Linked DNA regions of Mus musculus: all the other regions are linked to region 1. The links are chromatin contacts, called in public HiChIP or PLAC-seq maps. All regions are on one chromosome and are shown on one strand. Each heading gives the region's core, a stretch centred on a gene start, on an enhancer-like site or on the middle of the called end of the contact. The rest is flanking DNA. Distances are from core to core; before and after follow the strand shown. Region 1 has its middle 18 kb from the start of Rnu3a. Region 2 overlaps Cdk19 (cyclin-dependent kinase 19). Region 3 holds the start of Cdk19 (cyclin-dependent kinase 19).

The links. HiChIP or PLAC-seq counts read pairs in DNA pulled down with a chosen protein or histone mark.
Region 2: a contact with region 1 is called in an H3K4me3 HiChIP or PLAC-seq map of bone marrow-derived macrophages, with 2.6 times the contacts expected there. The contact joins two enhancer-like sites. A contact is called at or near these places in 17 of 484 Hi-C or Micro-C datasets (B cells, CD4 T cells, the G1E-ER4 cell line and 13 more), 6 of 115 datasets of contacts at active chromatin or transcription factors (the NIH/3T3 cell line, bone marrow-derived macrophages, embryonic stem cells and 2 more) and 4 of 9 other capture datasets (adipose tissue, embryonic stem cells, liver and 1 more).
Region 3: a contact with region 1 is called in an H3K4me3 HiChIP or PLAC-seq map of bone marrow-derived macrophages, with 2.5 times the contacts expected there. The contact joins the promoter of Cdk19 here to the enhancer-like site in region 1. A contact is called at or near these places in 1 of 39 promoter capture datasets (macrophages), 1 of 15 datasets of contacts at CTCF or cohesin (the NIH/3T3 cell line), 65 of 484 Hi-C or Micro-C datasets (the 63-12 cell line, the AML12 cell line, B cells and 41 more), 16 of 115 datasets of contacts at active chromatin or transcription factors (the HPC-7 cell line, the NIH/3T3 cell line, bone marrow-derived dendritic cells and 10 more) and 5 of 9 other capture datasets (adipose tissue, bone marrow-derived macrophages, liver and 2 more).

Annotation. Positions count from the first base shown.
Region 1 is chr10:40,274,872-40,277,604 of GRCm38.p6, reverse strand. No RefSeq gene overlaps it. Among named protein-coding and RNA genes, the nearest start is that of Rnu3a, 18 kb to the right of the region's middle. Within about 2 kb of position 1,389, at least 93 of the 459 cell types and tissues checked have an H3K27ac peak or open chromatin away from gene starts, as enhancers often do. A contact at or near this core is called in ECoMG myeloid progenitors, the G1E-ER4 cell line, the HPC-7 cell line and 8 more, where this site is marked.
Region 2 is chr10:40,371,297-40,374,029 of GRCm38.p6, reverse strand. The region is part of intron 1 of Cdk19 (cyclin-dependent kinase 19); the gene reads right to left. Among named protein-coding and RNA genes, the nearest start is that of Cdk19, 23 kb to the right of the region's middle. Within about 2 kb of position 1,404, at least 256 of the 459 cell types and tissues checked have an H3K27ac peak or open chromatin away from gene starts, as enhancers often do. A contact at or near this core is called in the G1E-ER4 cell line, Th1 cells, bone marrow-derived macrophages and 1 more, where this site is marked.
Region 3 is chr10:40,347,922-40,350,654 of GRCm38.p6, reverse strand. It overlaps Cdk19 (cyclin-dependent kinase 19), which reads right to left and starts at 1,347. Exons shown (of 13, transcript NM_001168304.1): 1 at 934-1,347. The coding sequence starts at 1,061.

The DNA of each region.
Region 1 (2,733 bases), core at 140-2,639:
TTGTTTTGGAGCCAAATGTGAGTGGAACACAGGTTTGGGTTAACCCAAAACCAAACAAAACTGTTTCTAGCTGTGGCGTGGCTCATCCTTGAACACACAGCTTTAATCCTCTAGCTGGAATGCAGACATACCTTTAATCTCAAACAAAAAAAGGTAAAATGAGTTCATAGAAGCATCCATGTTTGAAAATGATGTCCAATTGAGTGACAAAGTGACGATGAATCAGAACTCTGTGAGTTCAAGACCAGTCTGGTCTACAGAGCAAGTTCCAGGACAGACAAACCTGTCTTTAAAAACAACAAAACCAAAAAAAAATATTTTTTTATAGCCGGGTGTGGTGGCACACACCTTTAATCCCAGCACTCGGGAGGCAGAGGCAGGTGGATGTCTGAGTTCAAGGCCAGCCTGGTCTACAAAGTGAGTTCCAGTATAGCCAGGGCTATACAGAGAAACCCTGTCTTGAAAAAAACAACAACAAAACAAAACAATAAACAAACAAATCCCCACAACCCCAAAACAAAATAAATAAAAAACTTGTTTCTCTCTTTTGCTTTCTTCCTTCCCTTCATTTTTCCCCCAACACCCTCCATCCCTTACATTTTATTCTCTTCCAAATTCACTAGTTTTCAAGAACGCTAAAAAGATAAAGTACTCTACCAGAAGGCTTTCCTTGGAATGAGCTCAGAGAGGCTGCAGGCTCTCCTACCAAGATCAGAACCTGTTACCCCAAAGCAGTGTCCTTCTGGAAACAAACATTTGAATGAATGTAGTAATCAATGATCCGGAATCCTTACAAGCTAGTCCCTTTCCTGTTGATCGTGACCATCATCGACTATTAACTTAGTATCTTTGTTGTGAAGTACCAGGCTTACAAGGTGCAAGACACAGCAAGTGCATCTTCGCTGAGCTGAACTCAAAGATTAACAGGCAATATAGACCATTCCTCACTGTGCTGAGCCACCAGGGTGCTGCAGTTTAATAAAAGTCTATAAACAGCCCGCTAGTACTTCCTAGAGGGGGATGAACCTGTTACGTGGGTCATCTATTTAATTAGCATAAAGGAAACATGAATATTTTGTGTGGAATGTACTTGCTCCATATGTGATCATCTGATGATACTTATTATCTAGCTGCAAGACATTTTGTATAGTAAGATGGGATAGAGATTTGAACAAGGCTATATCCCTCCAGTAGTTTACACTCTCCAGAGTGGAGACTGGTCCTATCAGGACAAGTGCCTGAGGAAGGAGGGATGCTCAGAAGACCGGAACCCTGATAGGAACCGGGACTTCTTGACATCTGTACTGGGCTATCTTGAGAGCACAGTGAGCTCTTTTTACAGCAAGTGCTGGCAGACTGCTGTAATTGTGGGTGTCGCGGTGATGATGGAGTGCCTCATATTTCATTACCGAGTGAATGACACTGCAGTTCGGTCTCTGTCCTCTGCTCACTGTTGTTAGTTCTGTCTCAACCACAAGATCCTTTTGTTCCTAAAAAGGAACAGGGCTGCTGGCAATATGGGGCCTTGGTGTTACGCAGCCCAGTTCCCCTATTTTTTGAAGCAGGCAGAAGCAGCTGAAGAGCTTGCTTATAGTGTCAGGGTACAGCTCAGAGGTGGAGCTCTGGCCTAGCGCATATGGGGTGGGAAAAAGGTCCCAAGTATTTTTCTTTTTGCTTCTTTATTGAGAGCGATCCTTGTAGTCGTGCTTTATGCTCTGCTATATGTGTATAGACACATCTCTCACATCTCTAGTATTCTTCACAACCAATCCAGAATGTGACCTTGGGAGCAGAAAGTCAGCCCTGTTCTGTGGACTCTGCTGCCAATTCCAGCACTTCAAGGTTATGCTTACAGTGAACCTTTGTCATTTCTCAGGAGACTGTCAACCCTGTTAAATACAACAATCACAAGAACATTTAAATTACCTTTTCTTTTTCTTTTCTTTTCTCTCTCTTTCTTTCTTCTTTCTTTCTTCTTTCTTTCTTTCTTTCTTTCTTTCTTTCTTTCTTTCTTTCTTTCTTTCTTTCTCTCTTTCTTTCTTTTTTTTTTTTTTTGATTTTCATAACAGGCTTTCTCTGTATAGCCCTGGCTGTCCTGGAACTCACTCTGTAGTAAATTACTTTTTCTTAGTGTTTTACAGATGGATGGACACACACACACACACACACACACACACACACACACACACACACACACACTGACATAGGGTCTCACTTTTACTCAGAATAGCCTGAGACTCACTGTGTAGCCCAAATTGGTTTGTGATCTTCCTGCTTCAGCCTTACAGGGGCTACAGATAGATAAAGGATCTGTTAAAAGTTGTGTGTGTGTGTGTGTGTATGGTATATGTGCTGTGTGTGTTGTGTGTTTCTGTGTGTGTATGTGTTGTGTGTTTCTGTGTGTGTGTGGTATGTGTGCTTCTGTGTGTGTATGTGTTGTGTGTTTCTGTGTGTGTGTGGTATGTGTGCTGTGTGTGTGTTGTGTGTTTCTGTGTGTGTGTGGTATGTGTGCTGTGTGTGTGTTGTGTGTTTCTGTGTGTGTATGGTATATGTGCTGTGTGTGTGTTGGTGCTCATGCACCATAGAGTTCATGTGGTGGTCAGAAGTCAGCTGTCAGAAGTCATTTCTCTTCTACCTTGAAGGATTTGGGGATTGAACTTAGGCAGTTCTACTTACTGAGACAGCTTGCTGACCTTAAAATAACTCGTCTTTCTTCTCCTCTGCCTCCTTCTT
Region 2 (2,733 bases), core at 155-2,654, 96 kb before region 1:
CTAAATAATCTGAAAGTCCTACCTACTGCTGCTAAGAGATAGGAGCAAGTGAAACAAACGGTGAACTCAGCTGACTGGCTGTGTCTTGAGCAAATGAACGTTACTCAACCTCGCATGAACCGCACATCCTCCATGTCAGGCACAATGCACAGACACTTACTTGATACCTAGTAGAACACAATTTCCAAAGGACAGAAAACAATTACTCTAAAAATTTAATAAAATTAAACAAGAAAACAGATACCCCAATTCTCATTCAGAATCTACCTACAAACTGACATTGTTATTAACTTTATGCTTTGCAGTATAACCTATATTGCTAAATATGTCAGCTGGGGCTAGGGAGATGGCTCAGTGGTTAAGAGCACTGACTGTTCTTCCAGAGGTCCTGAGTTCAATTCCCACATGGTGGCTCACAACCATCTGTAATGGGATCCGATGCCCTCTTCTGGTTGTCTGAAGACAGCTACAGTGTATACTCATAGACATTAAATAAAAATCTTTTTAAAAAAATTGTTAGCTGCTACAGATCTTTTTTTAATTAAAGAAAAAACTGTAAACCAAATGTGCTGACGCACAACTTTAATCTCAGCACTGAAGGGACCGAGGTACAAGCATCTGTGAGAATTCGAGTTCAACACAGTCCACAACAGAAAGTTCTGGACCAGCCAGGTTTACACAGTGAGACCTTGGTACCCTGCCTCCAAACAAAAATACAAAGTTACTAGAGCTGAGAAAGTTGTCTCACTAGGTAAAAGTGCTGTCACACAAATATGCAAAAATGAAGACCTGAGTTCAAATGCCCGTAAGTCTCATAAAAGCCTGACGTATTATGTGATTGTCTGTAATCCCTGTTCACCCACAGCCAGCTAGGAGACAAAGGCAGAGGATCTGCAGAAGCTCACAGGCCACTACACTGCTGATGCACTGGAAAAGAGACTCTCAAACGGGGTGCAAGGTGAGGACCAACACTCAAGGTACATGCTGACCCACATTCACACATAGGGATGTGCTACATGCATGTGCCTATGCACAATTGTTAAAAGAATTGTTCCAGTAATATGAAGAAAATTCATAAAAACTTGCATAAACTCATAAAAGTAATATTTATAAGATCTGGCACATAAATGGCAAAATGATCCCCTTTTTTTGGTCAAAGAAACATTGCCCAAGAAAGGTATATCAGATTTTCTGATCCTAATCTCATTATTTTCTTTAAAAGCAACTCATTAAAAAAACCTCTATAAAAATGTATTTTACAAGTATGTGGGATGTGTTTGTTTCTCTACTAAAACAAGCACAAACTTGAGAAGAGCATATTAACAAGTTGGGAAGAGCGGTAATTAGCATATTGGAGACTAACGTTTCTGGCACACGGAACCTAACACAAGAATGTCTATCCTCCAGTCATGAGTCATGGATTAGGCTGCCTCTCTATTTATTGTGAAGCAATCTTTCAGTAAAAGGAGCAGTAGGGAAGAATACAACATGAATAATGACTTGGACAAGTTCCCAGAAGAAACCACAGTGCAGCTAAGTCTGAGAAATGGCACAGTCATACTATACAATATACCAGTGTTCTCTTTTATGAGTTACTCCCAATCTTAATGTCAGAGCAAGTGAAAGTCACTCTCTAGCTCTCTATGGCTTTCTGATTTCTGTTACACTGGTCTGTGGGTGTGCACACAAGCAAGCACACAAAGGCCCACTGCAGAAGCCGTTTCTCTCCTGCCACTGCACGGGTCCCAGGGATTAGAACGCAACAGGCTTACTGGCACCAAATGTCGCATCCACTGAGCAGCTAGCTCAGCAGCTCCAACGTCTTTCTTTCTTTTTTTTTTCTTTTACAGGTTTTAGTAATAACGAATAAAAATGCATCATAAATGTGATCAAAGTGATGCATCTGTGATATCGTTTTAACTGCTGCGTGGTAACACAGAAAGCTGTCTCTTGATACATCCCACCCCAGCACACACAATGACACCAGAAGGCAACACCCTCTTCACTCTCAGCTGAGAAGTCTGCAACCTCCATCACGTGAGGACCACACACAAAGCCATCCTGGGACCTCCAAACACAACAGAGGCAAACAGCAGAGTTTATGTATATTTAAAGTTCCACTGCCCAAAACATAAAATGTCAAATGCCGATGTAAGTCTACATATCTGCCAAAGAAATCAGACTTTAGATCAGACAACAAGAAAATCAATAAAGTATCACAGGTCATCATATATTTTGCAACCAATTATGAAAAACAAAATTAAAACTCAAATGCTAACTGAGCTTGAGTGCTTGACTTTTACTACATACACTTCAAAAACAGGAAAACACGTATGCTCCTCGACTACTGGGAAACAGACCACAGAAGTGTGCACTCATATGAACTGAAACTAACAACTGTTTTCCAAGTCTGTAAGAGAACCAATACATGTATGTGGAAAATGGAAGATAGTAAACAGAAAAATAAACCTCACAAAATATGAAGCGTGAGTCCTATAGTTCAGGGCCCACTCTCTTAAGAACCAGAAATTATTGAACATAGATGGGGGAAACTATTTAAAATGCACCTGGAAGGGAACAGATGCAGAGAAAAAAGGGCGTGGGGCTAGACTGTAAAGCTAAAGCTATTCCAACAGCAAGATTGAATTCTGAGGTAATGCTGAAATGAGTAACGCACACTAGGCAGGCTGGTGGAAATGAATCTGTTCCAATACTGTAAAATGAAAATAACCA
Region 3 (2,733 bases), core at 98-2,597, 73 kb before region 1:
AGCCTGTCACTCCGTTTTCTGTTCTTGGTGGTCTAGGTTCTCAATAAACACTACCAAAGCTCACAGCCATTTGACAGAGGCTAAGAACTTGAAGAAATCAAGATTTCTTCCTGAAGAAAAGAGAAATGGACCAGGTTTGGTGGCATACGCCTTTAATGATAGTACCTGATTAGCAGAGGCAGGCGAATCTCTCCGTTCCAGGCCAAGCAGGGCGCACAGATACCCTATCTTAAAGGGGGTTGGGGGGAATTAGATAGCCAAGATATATCTTATACCTAAGATAGCCAAGAGGCAGGAAAGATAAGCAACCAGAGAACACTTAAATCTTGTAATATACAATTTATCTCTCTCCAGGGTCCACCTTCAGAGTGCTGAATTCAGAATATTAAAATGTGGGAATCGGGAGCAGGATCGGGAAGTCCCCAGGTAAACATCAGAGATGAAGTCTGGGTTGGCAAGGAAGTCAGACCCAAGGGGCCAGCCAGGACCCCAAGCGCTGCGCCACCAGACAGGAGGCGCCCCCGCGAGCTTTCAAACCGCCGCCCCGGGAAGGCGCTGCGCCGATTGGAAGTTCCACCACTACCGTCACCAGCACAGGGCCAAACCGGTAACTCTTCAGCCAAGCCCTCCGGAGGGTCCCCGGGGACCAGACCCCTAAACTCCACCTCCAGGCGCGGTCTCCACCCGCCGCCCGCTGTTAATCACGCAGCCGCGACTCCAGGCGGGACCGACGCCCCCGACGGGGCTGCGCCGTACGACTTCGAGGGGCGCGACCGGCCAGCGGGGGGCGGCAGCACCAGTGCCTCCGAGTTAGCCCCGGGACGTCGCTCTGCGACCCACGCCGCCTCGTCCCGGGAGCTCCGACCCACCCAGCCCTCCGGGGCTCCGCAGCGGAGGGGACGGGACGAGCCCACTCCCCGCTCGCGCTCTTACCCATCTTTCCGCCTCGCCTTGTAGACATGCCCGTAGGTGCCGCGTCCCACTTTGCACCCTTCGTACTCAAACAGATCCTCCACCCGCTCCCGCTCCGCCGCCAGCTTCGCCTTGAAATCATAATCCATTGTCTGCTTCCCCCATAGAGAAACCGGGACGCGGGGGCCGCCGCCACTCAGTCCCTCCTCCACCGCCGCCGCTCCACTTCTCCAACAGCCGTCGCTCGGGCGCGCGCGCGCCGCCCGCCGCTCCGCGGTCCGCCTTCAGCAAGGGACTCCTCGGCGGCCGCGGCAGCCACCTCCTCCGCCTCCTCCTCCTCCGCGGCGGCGGCGGCGGCTCCCGCAGGCATCTACAGTCCCGCCTCCTCCCTTCATTTCCTTGTTTTGGAACCTGGTGGGCCGCGCCGCGGCTTTCTCGAACTCATTAAGGAACCAAGCGTCCCGCCCCAAGGTCGCGAGCCATTCTGGGAAATGTAGTTCAAGAGGGCTCGTGAGTTGTGCTACCTCCTCGGGAGCGGGGAATACAGTTCCCAGAGTTCCTGGGGCCTTTTGGGCCACGCCTCCACAAGGCATGTACGCCTGCGCTCTGCCGCCGCCCCACCCCCTCAGCGCGCGACTGCTGTTCCTGTAAACTGTAGCGCAAAGTTGCAGCGGGATTTTTGCGAGCCCGTGGGAGCTGGCGGGAAGGACACCTTTGCTGAGCTAGGAAGTAGATACCCGGCCCTGACTGTCATTAGGCTAGAAAAGCGGGAAGCACCTCACGAGAGCCTTGCTCTAGAGCTCATTCCGGCGCATCCGGAGCTTAGGACTGGGGTTTAGACAGTTGTACTACACATTGTTTGTTTTCTTGGGCAATTGATCCTCTGGTTGCCCCGCCCCTTGCCTCGGCTTATTGGCAGAGACTGAAGAGTGACGTCCGCTTTGGTGCCTGGTTATCTCCGGCTTTGGCTGTTTTCCCGCTCTTGATTGGTAATTGGATGTGCTCGGTTCTTCCTGATAGGTTAATCTTCTTTCTTTACGATGCAAAAACCGTATTTCAAAACCTGAAGATTCAGCGGTTTCCCAGCTCTTGCTAGGGGAACCGTGTAACTTCTACGGCCCACAGCCAATCATCTTTTTCTTGGCGCTCTAGTCGGTTTTATCCTAACATATGCGGGTGCGGTAGCCTAGCTTTAGCCATCTGTCTGAGAACAATTAAAGCGCTTGGAAGATTGCAAAAATGCAGCGTTTTAAAAACAATCGTTTTTGCTGGGTAGTAAAGCGTGTTTTACAGTAATGGCGAGGCTCACCTAGGGGTTTAAGGTATTTATCTTGCTCATGACGTTGATTCGTTATGGTGTCTGAGGCTCAGAACCCATCACCTCAAAGTAGTACTGTAAGAACTTAGAAAGTGCCTTACTAAAAATGTGACCCACTGCATATTGATGGCTTTTAAACCGAAAAGAAATTGAGATCCATTCGACACGCGCGTTTCAGCTCTCTTCCACTACCTAAAATAAAAGGCAGCATTTTATAACAAGATTAAATTTAAAAGGGAAATTTGATAAGGTGTCTGTGTCAAAAAGGCAGCTAAGCTATCCATAGACAACATTATTGCTGGGGAGACCATCTAAACAAAGAATCGACTTGTTATTTCCTCTTTATTTCCTTCCCTCTCCTTCATTTATCTCCAATACCTACTAAAACTTCCAATTCTTGTTCCTCTCTGTATGTCATGAGCTTCAATCATCAGGCCTTTCGATTTCATTGTGTAGGACTCCCGTGCGTACATCTATAATATGAACTGTAAGGCACAAGGCAC